2 separate regions of the Sus scrofa genome follow, and region 2 is linked to region 1. The links are chromatin contacts, called in public Hi-C maps. All regions are on one chromosome and are shown on one strand. Each heading gives the region's core, a stretch centred on a gene start, on an enhancer-like site or on the middle of the called end of the contact. The rest is flanking DNA. Distances are from core to core; before and after follow the strand shown. Region 1 holds the start of ZKSCAN5 (zinc finger protein with KRAB and SCAN domains 5). Region 2 holds the start of ZNF3 (zinc finger protein 3).

Region 1 (6,960 bases), core at 1,535-4,034:
ATGTTTCATTGTGGTATAATGCAAAAATGGCCACAAAGTCCCCGTTGGCTAGAGAGCATGATTGGCGCGAGGCTTCTTGGGAGATGTAGTCCCTGGAGCTGCTGATGACCAACTGCCTACCTCACTGGCAGGGACCAGAGGCAGAAGAGGCAAAGAGCCATCCGCATGAGCCCAGGCCAAACTGCCAGCCCACAGAGCCCCTCGATAAATAAATGGTTTCTTTTTTAGGTCACTAAAGATTGGGGATCATTTGTTATACAACACAAGCTACCAGATAATACTCTTTAAAAACCAGACCAAAAAAAAAAAAAAAAAGAAAGGGAGTTCCCGTCGTGGCACAGTGGTTAACGAATCTGACTAGGAACCATGAGGTTGCGGGTTCGATCCCTGCCCTTGCTCAGTGGGTTAACGATCCGGCGTTGCCGTGAGCTGTGGTGTAGGTTGCAGACGCGGCTCGGATCCTGCGTTGCTGTGGCTCTGGCGTAGGCCGGTGGCTACAGCTCCGATTGGACCCCTAGCCTGGGAACCTCCATATGCTGCGGGAGCAGCCCAAAGAAATAGCAAAAAGACAAAACAAAAACAAAAACAAAAAAAACCCAGACCAACTCGATTTGCAATATAACAGAATACTTGGGAATAAACACACGATAGGTAACACACCTATAGGAAGAAAACTTTATTAAAATTTTTTTTCATCTTGGAGGTATACTTGACAAATATGTATATATTTAAGGTGTACAATGCATTTCATATAAATCTACACTGTGATAAGATCACAATCAAGTTAAATAGGATTCATTGCCTCACATGGGTTACAATTTTTTAAACTTTTCATTCCCTCACTCCCCTCCCCTCTGGCAACCACTTATTTGTTCTCTGTATGTATGAGTCTGTTTCTGTTTTGTTATGTTTATTTGTTTTGGGGGGAGGTATGTGGGTTGGCTGCGCCTGCAGCATGTAGAAGTTCCTGGGCCAGGATCGAACCTGCATTGCAGTTGCGACCTGTGCCATGATTATGGCAATGCCGGGGTCCTTAACCCACTGTGCCACCAGGGAACCTTCCTGCTTTTAGATTCCACATATAAGTGAAATTGTATGGTATTTGTCTTCCTCTGTCTGACATTTCACTTAGCATAATGCCCTCTAGATCCATCCATGTTGTCACAAATGGCAAGATATCATTCTTTTTATAGCTGAGTAATATTCCATTATCATTCATTCATATTTACACACATCGCATCTTCTTTTATCAATTCCTATATGAAGAAAACTTTAAGGATCCAAAAGTAGGGCTTTTTCCACAAGGGAAAGACATACCATTTTCCCGGATAGGAAAATCACCTTTGTACAGATGTCAGTTCTCTCTAAGTCAGTATAAATCACGAATGATTTTAATACAGAATTCTTCCCGAACCAGAAAAACTGAATCTTAATTGGAGAATATCAAAGGAACTAGGATACTCTGAAAAGGAAACAAAATTGGGGGGCACTCACTCTTAGAGATATTAAAACCAATGATTAACCTCAGTAAATGAACACAACATGATATTATCCCACGTGTAGACAAACAGACGAATGGAACAGTATAGAAAATTTAGAAACAAATCTCAAAACACATGCAAAATTAACTTGTGATAAAGGCAGCATCACAAATCAATGAGGAATAAAGATAGAATTTCTTGTAAATGTTGAGACAACCGACTAATGATTCAGGAAAAGAGAAAGTTAGATTTATACTTCCTCTCGTACACCAAGATACTTATTAATGGATCAAAGATCCACTTTTTAAAAGTGACACTATGCAATGTTCTGTTAAAATAAAAAACAAAGGTAGACCAGACTTGAAAATTTCTTGAGCAGACAAAACCAGTTTAGTCATAAGAGCAAAGTTTCATTTAGCTCATTTTGCAAGACAAGCCAGGCTAACTGACCTGGGTATTTCTTGCTTATGCCTCTGAAAATCCTCAGCAAGACTTACATTGTTCCCCCAACTCGATATGAAGTAACTACTAACCAATTCCCTCTAAAAAAAATTCTTAATACTGTAACCAATCACTGTGAAGAATAAACAGTCACCGTCTCCACACGATAGAAGATGCTTTATAACATAAAGTTTCTTTCCATGTTTGAATGCTACCGGTTTGTAAGCTTTTTGACGTGTGCACAATAAACTTTTACTAATTATTACTTCATTGATGTATTGCTTTTACTTCTGGTGTTTGTTTTGTCTGAACTTTTAACAATTTTAAATGTCAAAAGTGAAAGCATACAAATACTACATTGACCAAACATACCGCAGTGTCAATTTAAGCGTCTCCAGCGGAGATAGGTGACTTTCTGCAGTTCTTCATTCCCATAAGCTGGACCATGGCGCTAGCAAGGCGTTCTCAAAACCCCATTCCTGATTTGAGTGAAAATTCACAATAGACATTAAAACAAACAAAACTGTCCTGGAGTATCCAAGGATGTATGCCTTCTGATTCAGTGTCGGTTGGCCTCATTCATCTTCGAGACTCGTAATACGGTGACTCTCGTTCTGCCTGTCGAACAGCTTTGTAAACGGATAACAAAACGAGGGCTTATTAAAGATGGGACCCCCTTGGATCCCAGAGAAGCCCTGAATAGACGGCTCTTCTTTGAAAGGATGCGGTACTTCCGCCCCCACCCTCCGCAGCCCGTAGTAGACCCTATGCCGACGCACTCAGCCTTCCAATGCAGGCGCGGAAGAAACGCCTCCCAATCTCACATTTTGATAGGCTCGCGAGACCGAGGCTGCGAAGAGAGCCGTGGCCCTATTGGCTGAAGGACGTGGCCCGCGCGGCGCTTTCTGGGAGTGTAGTCCCTGGGGCCGCTGGCTCCAGGGGCTCGCGGGTCTGACGTCGGAGGTTTCAGCACCTGAGCTGACGGCTGTGGTAAAGAGGTGGGTGTGTCTGGAGGCAGGGTGCGGGGAGTGGCGAGGTTTCAGATGAAGAAACCAAACGGTCCATTAAAGAGAAGTAAGGGTGCGGGCTCGCCGAGAGCTACAGACCTACTTGGAACTGGGGCTCAGAGCGTGGGGCTGAAGGAGCGCAAGTCCCACGGCCAACCAGACAGTGGCAACTGTTGCCTTAGCAAGCCCTCGGGACATCTAAGGCCCCGTCCTCTGCCCCCAATCCAATAAAGGGGCGGGCTCGGGCCGTTTAAATGGTTTGGGGTTGAGTGAGGACGAAGGCGGGTCGGTTTTCTCTCCGGCCCTAGCAACGCTGGACCTGCGGATCGGTGGGCGGGGAACGGCTGTGTTTCTGGAGGTTGGACGGGCATCCTGGGCCGGCGCCCTATCTCCCCGCTGATTGGCCACAGCCCCTCGGGGGCGGGGTTAGGGCGGAGCCTGGGGCGAGCACTTCCCGCCCGCTGCGAGGAGAGGGCCTCCGGGATTCCTAGAGAGGACTCGGAAGTACTCTCGGGGGTGGGGTTTATGGCTCTACACCGTTGGTCAGGGACAGCTTGGACTTGCTTACTTCCGGCGAGGAAGTGTTGGGAAGTGTCGGGTTCGGCTTTCTCTTCGTTTGTGAGAAGAAACCCGTCTTCCCAGCCTTGGCCGCAGGAGCCTGGTCTTCCAGCAGAGCTCCCCGGGACTGGGGCCTTGAGGACAGGCCTCTGTGTCCAGACCATGGTCCTGTCCCTAACCTTGACCGGGCCGGTTTCCGTGGCTCGGGGTCAGGGGCGATTGTGAGGAATCCAGGTGCAAAATCGGTACTTAAAACCCTGGTTCTCTTCGGGACCCATGAAGTCTCCCGTTGGCCTGTCAAGCTCTTGTGGCTTGAGAAGGACAGGGCCAGTTTTGACCGTTGTACTGTTTTTGACCTCTGTTCTGACTTAAGTTGGCTTGTGGTAGAGAAGGAGCGGCTGCGTCTGGACTAGTTAGTAAGTTTTGTCCTGTTTTTTTTATATGAGATTTAATGCTCTTAAGCACTAAAATTGTATTTGATTAGGCTCGATGTCAAATTTTTATTGCTGTCCTTTACCCTTTTTCTTAATTTATTTTGTCCGCACCTGGGCCATGTGGAAATTAATGAGCCGGGGATAGAACTCCAGCCACCACAGCTGCCCCAGCCTCTGTAGTGACACCAGGTCCTTAATCCTCTGAGCCAGAAGAGAACTACCTCCTTTACACTTTTTCAGTGTTGGTCATTATTTTGTGGGTGGAGGGATGGCTGTTTTGTAGTACACTTTTTTTTTTTTTTTTTAGGTCCACACCCTCAGCATATGGAGGTTCCCAGGCTATGGGTCCAATCGGGGCTGCAGCTGTCGGCCTACACCACAACCACGCAGAATCTGAGCATCTTGGACCTACACGTCAGCTCAGGGCAACACCAGATCCTTAACCCCCGGCCAAGGCCAGGGATTGAACCTGCATCCTTATGGATACTAGTTGGGTTTGTTCCTGTTGAATCACAAGGGGAACTCCCTATAGCCCACATTTTTTTTTTTTTTTTGTCTTTTTAGGGTCACACCCTCAGCATATGCAGGTTCCCAGGCTATGGGTCAAATCAGAGCTGCAGCTGTCGGCCTACACCACAACCACAGCAATGTGGGCTCCAAGCCTCCTCTGCCACCTACACCACAGCTCATGGCAATGCCAGATCCTTAACCCGTTGAGCGAGCGCATCCTCACGGATGCTAGTCAGGTTCGTTAACTGCTGAGCCATGACGGAACTCCTGTAGTCCACATTTTTAAGTGTCGTTTCCGTATATCATTAGTTGTTGAGTTGCTGAGTGGTCATTTGTGTCCTCTCTTTGCTAATAATGGTTCCCAATGTACCAGTAGGTTGCAAGCTAATGAACGTGTCCTTCAGAAGATCTCAAGGAGCAGAGAACAAAGTTGATCCGTGCCCCCCGGCTTACCTGGAGAGCTCTGCCTCTGAGTTGGAATGATAATGACAGAATCTGGGGAAGTTATAGACTTAGACCTTCCAGCTGAGACGTCACAGGAGCAGGAGGACCTTCTCATAGTGAAGGTGGAGGAAGAAGACTGCACCTGGATGCAGGAGTACAACCCACCAGCGTTTGAGACTTTTTACCAGCGCTTCAAGCACTTCCAGTACCACGAGGCCTCAGGCCCCCGCGAGGCCCTCAGCCAGCTCCGGGTGCTCTGCTGTGAATGGCTGAGGCCTGAGCTGCACACCAAGGAGCAGATCCTGGAGCTGTTGGTGCTGGAGCAGTTCCTGACCATCCTGCCGGAAGAGTTCCAGACCTGGGTGAGAGAGCATCACCCAGAAAGTGGAGAAGAGGCTGTGGCCGTGGTGGAAAGTATACAGAGAGAACTAGAGGAACGAAGACAACAGGTAAGTGAGAGAGGGGACCTCGGAGCGATGAGGAAGGAGAGGAGGAGTGTTAGGAGCTGCTGAGCAGGGGTGAGACCCTGGGCGCCCTGCCGCTTCATTCATATTCTTTTGTTCTCCTGGGATTAGGTCCACTGTGGAGATTTCCTGCCACTCCAGCAAAGAGAAGCAGTATCCAGTGTGTTAACCTGGAGAAGACAAGCTGCGATTTTATTTATGTTTTAAATTACTGGTTTATTTTTTGAATGACATGGTAGAAAATTCAAAAGGCCCATAAGATTGTAATGAAAAGTAAGTGTCCCTCCCACCCCTAATTCCCCAGCTGCCTGAGTTCTCATCAGAGGCAGCCACGGTCACGTGGTATTTGTACAGCCTTACAGGGATGCACTGTCTTCTGTATATGTTATGGGATGTGTGTACGGTGTGTTTTCTTTTGCTTTTTTTTTAAGGGCCACACCTGAGGCACATGGAAGTTCTCAGGCTAAGGGGTTGAATCAGAGCCGGCCTGTGCCACAGCCACAGCAACGTGGGATCATTAAGCCACTGAGCGAAGCCAGGGATCGAGCCCGCATCCTCCTGGATACTAGTTGGGTTCGTTACCGCTGAGCCACCGTGGGAACTCCTGTGACGTGTTTTAAAAAAACACAAATGTTTTTACATCACTGTGCACTTCTGCCTTTTGCTTTTATGTCTTATATCCCGGCTTGTACCATGTTGGTCCCAATAGAGTTGCTTCAGTCATTGCAAGTGCGTCGTATTCCAGTGTATGGAGGGACCATAATTGACGTCGTATTAAAGGCTGTTGAAGTTATTCCTTTAGATCATTTCTGAATCTTTACTGTAACAAACTTTGCTGCAGTGAGTATCCTTTACATGCATCATTAATTGTAGACTCAAAGCTTAGAAGTCAGGAGTTATCTGGTGGCCCAATGGGTTAAAGATCCAGCATTGTCACTGCTGTGGCTTGGGTCACTCCTGTGGCTTGGTTCAGTCCCTGGCCTGGGAACTTTTGCATGGCCGAGGGCATGGCCAAAAAAAAGCTTAAAAGTCAAATTGTTGGCTCAGAGGCCGTGTGCATTTATAATTTGGACAGCTGCTTTGCAGGTTTTTTTTTTTTAATTTTTATACAGTCAGTTTAAATCTTAATTCATGGTTTCTGGGTTCTGTGCCATATTTAGAAAGGCCCTCTCCACCACAGTAGTATAAGAAACTTTTCTCATTATTTCTTCTCCATTGTTTTTTTCTCATTATTGTTGTTGTTGTTTGTTTTATCCTTTGAAATGATTGATCCATCTGGAATTCCTTTTGGTGTAGGGTATATGGTGTGGTTGTAGCTTGAGTTTTTTTTTCTAGATGTCTATCCAGTTGCCCCCGAAACTTGTAATCACTTTCTTCTTCTCTGATTAAAATGCCATCTATTACATTCCAGATTTTACCATGTATTTGGGGTCTAGTTGGAGCTGCAGCTGCAGGCCCATGCCACAGCCACAGCAATGCCAGCTCTGATCCGTATCTACAACTGTGCCACAGCTTGTGGCAACGCTGGATCCTTAACCCACTGAGCAAGGCCAGGGATCGAACCTCCATCCTCATGGATATTAGTCAGATTCATTTCCGCTGAGCTACCACAGGAACTCCT
Region 2 (6,960 bases), core at 1,857-4,356, 1.5 Mb after region 1:
CAGTCTAGGGGTCCAACCTGCACCACAGTAGGACCCAAGCCATAACTGTGACAATGTTGGATCCTTAACCCACTGAGCCACCAGAAAGCTCCTGTCTGTCTCATTTCAAAAAACTTGGGAGGAGTTCCAGTAGCGGGGCAGCAGAAATGAATCTGACCAGGATACATGAGGACTCAGGTTCGATCCCTGGTCTTGCTCAGTGGGTTAAGGATCCAGCGTTGCCGTGGGCTGTGGTGTAGGTCACAGACGAGGCTCAGATCTGGTGTTGCTGTGGCTCCGATTAGACCCCTAGCCTGGGAACCTCCATATGCCACAGGCACAGCCTTAAAAAGATTAAAAAAAAAAAAAAAAAAAAAAAAACCAACTTGGGAAAACCATACCTATCTCACAGAACTAGAGCAAATAGCTCAGATCTATTGAATTAAAATAAATTCTTCCTAAGATAGTTTTCTGCTTCTAGTCTCCATCAAAGGTGGGGTATTACTGAGGAATCTGGGCCCTTTTTGTGGTCCTGTGTAGTCTCACTACAGGGTGTGAGTGTGTATGTTTATCAGGCTCTAAGAGACTAGTCCCAGTTGCTGTGTTTCCTCTCTGCAGCCTTCTCGTTATCTCCCTTCTCTCAGAACAGACTTCCCTGGATCAGAATGAAGGCACTGAAGCAAGAGCAAATGCTTTTTTAAAAACATGAGATTGTTTATTTCTCTGTTTTTATCCCTATTAAGGTTCCCCGCTCCCCAGTTGCTACGACAATCAAAGGGGGTCTATTTTCTGTGGCCCTGGTAAGACATAACATTAGTACCTAGAATAAGGTTGCGATCTCAAGCACCAGGTTGTGTTTCACAGCTTAATGCTGTGGCAAGAATCAGCAGATAGAGAACAGGTGCAGCAGCCACCAGAGCATCCTTCCACTTTGACAAGAACACAAAGGCAACCCCTGGATTTTGTCTACCCCTTTCTCTTTATTCATCTGCTCATGTAACATTTATTGAATGCCAATTACACTGCAAGGCACTACTGGAAGAAGTAAAAAAAATCAGCAATGCAAAAGCCATTTGCTCCACCACTAAAGATGCTTGCATTCACATAAGGCATAAGAAGGGGAGGGGCCCCAAGAGTCACTCAGAGCTCAGAGAACTCAGAAAAGCAATGAATCAGGCAAGAGCCAGGCCACCGACAATCACAGTGACACCTTCTTGCCTCCATCACTCTCTTGGCTGGGGGCCTTCAGCGCTTTCTCAGAGCCAGCCGTCTTTTCCTTCCTATCAACCAAGTTTACCATCTTCAGGGCTGTTTATAAGCAGAAACCCCCAACAAATCAGCTCTCCGTCCAACCTCTCCATAGAAAGGAAAGTCAGAGGCTCTGACTTCAGAGAAAAAAGCAGTGCTCCCTCCTCCCAGCTGGGTAAGCCGAAGCTGGAACGCAAAGGCATATTGTTGAGAACAAGTCCCCAGTGCCTGGATCAGTAAACAATGTTTCTCCCAGAAAGAAAAACCTCCACTGTGCCCCCACAGCATCAAGTCCAAGCAGGGCCCTTCCCCTGTGCCACTGCCAGCCCCACTCCTGGGAGACTTCCTGAGGACTAGAAAAGGTGACCTGGCAGTGACAAATCATGGAAAGCTTTACCTGCTGGATCTGTTCCTTCCTTCTTTGGAATTAGTCTCTGGAAGGCCAGAGTGGCAATTACTGGGACCTTGGCAGCCTCTGTTCAAGTCCCTGGGAACTGTGACTTAATTGATGCCAGTGCTGTATGACTAAGGGGAAAAAAAGAAAAAGGAATTTTAAATGTTTATGTCAGAGTTCCCTCATGGTGCAGTGGGTTAAGGATCTGGTGTTGTCACTGCTGTGGGTCTGGTTACATCTGTGGCAGGGGGTTTGATCCCGGGCCTGGGAACCTTTGTATACAGCGAGTACAGTCAAAGAAAAAAAGAAAAAGACCACGACTGGCATTTGTGTTGTGGCTTTAGAGCTGAAACAGAAGTCAGGGTTCTCTAGGTCAACCTCCCACCCAGTGCAAGAAACATCTTCCGAAGTTCCTAACGTTCTGTCAGCTAACTTGCTGGACACACATGGCTACTTCAGCGGGGAGTCTGTTCCACTGCTGCACAGGTTCGCCACTGGAGAGGTCTTGAGATGTCAAGCTAAAAATCTGTCCCCTGGATCTTCAACTCTTCAGAGGCCTCATGCCCTACGAAGCTTTAGTGATAGAATCTTCTCCTTCCATACCACTCTCCACCAAACACTTGAAATCAAGTGATGCCTGCACCCCACGAATTTCACTTCTCCGAGAAAAGCACCTTTAGTGCCAATAATTATCCCACAGATTGCAGGCTCATCATCGTGCTTTATCCACTCCTGGAGTTTACACATACCCTTCAGAACTTAAACAACGGGCTGTGTTCGATCCCACTTTGAAAAGCGAATCAAATAGGGGATCTAATACAACTGAAAAATGGGACACAGTGGTACCACTCCCCGAAAGAGACTCGACTGACTGTGCGCCTGGGAGATTATTCCGGAATCTGAGCAGTTCTAACTGCGCACTCTTCGTAGAACTCCTCGTTCTTTGATCTTCAGATCCAGCCGGAGTAAAAACAGACCCTCCCTCCGGCCGCGGGCGCGGAGAACTGTTAACATCAAATAAAAACGTCTCGGAGAACTACCAAGTTAGGGTCGCTGTCACGAGCTGTCTGAAGGCGCGGGACGCCTCTCCGGCCATACTGGAACTTTTTAAGGGCTCGAGCTGGGCGCTGTGCAACTCACAGAACCACAACAGCTGCTCCTTTCCTCCCCGATGCAGGGCGCGCTGGGGGGCGGGGTCCCTGGGGAAGCGAGTCCTGACTGGCGCCTCCCCGCACCCTGCTCCGGGCGGGCCTGGGGACCCCGCGGGCCGCAGCGGCACAGACACCACCCCTTTCCCGGCGACCTCTGCTTCCGTCCCACCGCGAGCCCCAGGGGCGGCCGGACTCACCCTGGGGGCAGGGACGGGAGATTTGGGGGGCTGGACACCGACCAGGCCCCGCTGGACCCTGTCACAGAGCCACACACCGGGGACAGAACAAAGAACGGAAGTTCCCTGCGTTTCGCTTCCGGGTCAGTCCGAGTCACCCCCCGCTACACACACACATACACACAACGCTCCGGGTCCCCCACGTCCACTTGTTCTCTCTAGGAAAATGGGAGGTCTGCGTCTCTCTGTGGTTTGCTGACTGGGCTCCGGCCCCAGCGCGGATGCCATGCTCCGCGCCTGCTGCCCCCGCCCGCAGCGCCCCCTGCTGGCCGGGCGTGGCGGGGCGCCGCGCACCTGGTCCTCACGGCGCATGCTCGAGCGCGGCAGGCGGGGGAGCAGAAGGCGCGGTGTCTGGGGTAGAGGGTCGCTGCTGCGCTTCCACGAAGTGGAGTTTTAAGCCCTAAGGTCGCCTACAGACGGACGCTTGAAGGATTCAATGGAGAAAATGTATCTTCATCTGAAGTTTCCAAACAAATCAGGTTTTGTGTTTGTTTCATGTAAAATGCCTCCTTTAAATTACCAAAATCTTTTTTTTTTTTTGCTATGTTTTGCTGGGTCCGCTGCACCCAAGCCTCGGCAATGACAATGCCAGATCCTTAAACTCCAAATTACCAAAATGTGAAGAGAACGTTCTGGCGCAGCAGAGAATGCATGTGAGGACAAAACCTGCTGGGAGCAGAAAAGATGTGGGGAAGTTATCCATCTAGATCCATCCGGATCCGAAGAAAACAGGTGAGGCCCCATCAATGTGGAGAAAGTATGAAATAGGTGAGATGCTTGAGGAAATGAAAAGCAAGCTTCTTGGTTCACTCACTTTTATGCCCTCACAAGAGGAATCCTTGAAGTGTCAGAAACATCCTTCAGATTATATACAAAAGGAAGTTTTGTGATCTGATTCCCCTTATGGCCCTGCCTCGCATTTGATCGCAGTTTTTCTGCTTCCAGTATTTATAGTGCATCCATTCAGTTTTGCAGTGCAACAGGCCTTACTCTCCAGTGACTTCAGTCTAAGGACAGGAAATATGTGCTGGGGAAAAGGTGACAAAGAGCAGGGCCCTGTCAGGAGGTGACAAGACTTTCCAGTAGCGATGCAGGCCAGTCGGGAAGATGGAGTGTTCTCTGCAGAGTCAGCAACCAGTGCAAAGGCCCTGAGGCATGAGAGAACAATTAACAGGTAACAAAACTGGAGGGTGGCCCAAGAGGTGTGGGTGTGTGACCCATTTCCAGTCCTTCTGGACCCCAGCGAGAATTTGAGCAAATGCTTGGAATGGCCAAGCCGCTCAGCAAACTCCACTCCCCCCCAGGAAGGCATTTTTCCTTTTTCTCTTCTCAATTCCTTATAATCCCACTTGTCCCTCCAGGACAAGAACAGAGATGAAGGAGGAGGCAGTGGCAGGAGAGGAGGGAAGGGTGGAAGCAGAGTGAGGCTCCTCAGAGTGGGTTTGTGTGTTTGGTAAATGTTCACCTAATGACAGTCCTCAGAAAACAGGCCATCAATGCAATCAGCTCTAATACCCTGGGGCTGAGAAGTCAGTTTGCAGTTTACCATTAGTGTTTGCCCCAGAACCCAGCTGCCTGGTTAATTCCCAGCCAGTTCTCAAAAGCTGTGCCGTTAATGATTATTCATCTGAGTCCATGGCCTCCTCGTGCCATGAGTCACCCAGGGGCTGCCCAAGACAGCACTCTACCATGGGGAAGAAAACATTTGAATTTCCATATAGCTTTTATCTGAAAGAAAGAACAAAATAAAGTTTAAAAAAAAAAAAAAAGTAAGCCTTCGTAGGCACAGCCTCTCAGATTCCATTGGCTCTGAGTAGAAGGCTCCTAACCCAGCTGGAACCTGGGGGTCCCCACTAGCCCTGCCTTTGTCGTGTCCCATGGCCAGGATCAATGAAATGACCAGTAAGAAGTGGATGCCCAGATGCAAAACTGATGAGTCAGTTTGTCCTAAAGTGACATGCACCTGTGGCTTTTCAACTAGATTAGAAAAAAGTTGTATCTATTTTTCCAGAGAATTCCACAAGAATTCATCTCTGAAGCTATTTGAGCCTAGAATTTCTTTTGTTTTTGTTTTGTTTTGCTTTTTGTCTTTTTAGGGCCACACCTGCAGCATATGGAGGTTCCCAGGCTGGTACACCACAGCCACAGCAACGTCAGATCCGAGCTGCGTCTGCAGCCTACACCACAGCTCACGGCAACGCCGGGTCCTTAACCCACTGAGCAAGGCCAGGGATCAAACCTGAAACCTCATGGTTCCTAGTCGGATTCGTTAACCACTGAGCCACAACAGGAACTCCTAGAATTTCTTTATAGGAGGATTTTTTTGATTCCTGAAGACTTTGTATTTTTATTTCTTTTTGCTTCAGATTTGGGTTTCTTTTGTTTTGTTTTAGGGCCACATCTGAGGCATATAGAAGTTCCCAGGCTAGGGGTCGAATCAGAGCTTCAGCTGCTGGCCCACACCACAGCTCACAGCTACACCAGATCCTCGACCCACTGATGGAGGCCAGGGATTGAACCTGCAACCTCATGGTTCCTAGTTGGATTTGCTTCCACTCTGACTAACACCCCTAGCCTGGGAACCTCTGTATGCTGTGGGTGTGGCCCTAAAAAAAAAAAAAATACAAGAATGTCCTTGGAATTCCCATGTGGCTGAGCGGGTTAAGTATCCGGCCTTGTCACTGCAGTGGCTTGGGTCACTGTTGTGGCGTAGGTTTGATCCCTAGCCGGGGAACTTCCATGTGCCACAAACACAGCCAAAAACAAACAAAAAGAATATCCTGGATGAAGCAGTAGAAATATTAATTTTATTTCTAAAATGGTAAGCCTTATCAAAGATCAGCAGAAGGGAGGTGGCCTTAGGTGGGTCTTCTTTCAGACTGCAGCCTGCAAACAAGGATGTGAGGAGCCCAGGGCAAGGGAGGGTTGAGGTTTGGGGTGTTGTAAGAGGGAGAACACACACATCTTCCCAAAGAGTGTGGAGACAGCCAGTTCTGGGAGATTCAGTCCCACATCTGTTCACCTTTAAAACTGCTCTCCTGGGCAATGTCCCTGTGGCCAGCGCACCCTCTTTCTCTGTCGCCTTCCCCACCTGGAGAAGATAGGCGTCTCACAAATCTTACAGTTTGGGGTGTCAGAACTTCTGGGGTACCAAACAAAAGCACTCATTGGAAATCTTGCTGCCAGTATTGAGCAGGTGAATAAATCCTTTATGACTCAGGGGTTTCCCCTTGTGGCTCAGCAGTAATGAACCTGACTAGTATCCGTGAGGACACAAGTTCAATCCCTGGCCTTGCTCAGTGGGTCGGGGATCCGGCATTGCCCTGAGCTGTGGTGTCTGTCGCAGACGTGGCTCAGATCTGGCGTTGCTGTGGCTGTGGTGTAGGCTGGTGGCTAAAGCTCTGATTCAACCCCTAGCCTGGGGACCTCCATATGCAGCGGGTGGGGTGTGGCCCTAAAAAGACACACACAAAAAAATTCTTTGTGATTCAAGTGATTTCTTATTTCTCTTCCCCCAAAATGAGGAGGACAAGTCCATTTCCAGTGACAGATCACAGTGTGATTTTGGCAGGTGAAATTTACATTGCTATAACGGTATTCCTTTCACCTCACTATCCAATCAAAATCTCTCGAGTTCCCGTCATGGTTCAGCGGAAACGAATCTGAGAATCTGACTAGTATCCATGAGGACGCAGGTTTGCTCCCTGGCCTTGCTCACTGGGTTAAGGATCCAGCTGTGGTGTAGGTCGCAGACCAGGCTTGGATCTGGTGGTGTTGTGGATGCGGTGTAGCCCAGCAGCTGCAGCTCCAATTCGACCCCTAGCCTGGGAATTTCCATATGCTGCATGTGTGGCCCTAAAAAAACAAGAGAAAAAGATTTCTCAACATTTACATTTAAGAAAAAACATGTGGGAATAGATGTAATACTTCATTCCAGTAACAAGTAATGCCC

The links. A called contact is a pair of places that touch in the nucleus more often than the background predicts.
Region 2: a contact with region 1 is called in a Hi-C map of embryonic fibroblasts, with 2.1 times the contacts expected there. The contact joins the promoter of ZNF3 here to the promoter of ZKSCAN5 in region 1. A contact is called at or near these places in 1 of 5 promoter capture datasets (fetal liver) and 1 of 47 Hi-C or Micro-C datasets (embryonic fibroblasts).

What each region holds. Positions count from the first base shown.
Region 1 is chr3:6,439,531-6,446,490 of Sscrofa11.1, forward strand. ZKSCAN5 (zinc finger protein with KRAB and SCAN domains 5) reads left to right here and starts at 2,785. Exons shown (of 5, transcript XM_013995381.2): 1 at 2,785-2,920; 2 at 4,808-5,324. The coding sequence starts at 4,911. It overlaps LOC106509641 (a long non-coding RNA gene), which reads left to right. Exons shown (of 2, transcript XR_001307332.2): 2 at 1-338.
Region 2 is chr3:7,979,587-7,986,546 of Sscrofa11.1, forward strand. ZNF3 (zinc finger protein 3) reads right to left here and starts at 3,107. Exons shown (of 6, transcript XM_021086192.1): 1 at 2,970-3,107; 2 at 1,625-1,752. LOC110259870 (a long non-coding RNA gene) reads left to right here and starts at 3,255. Exons shown (of 4, transcript XR_002342273.1): 1 at 3,255-3,740.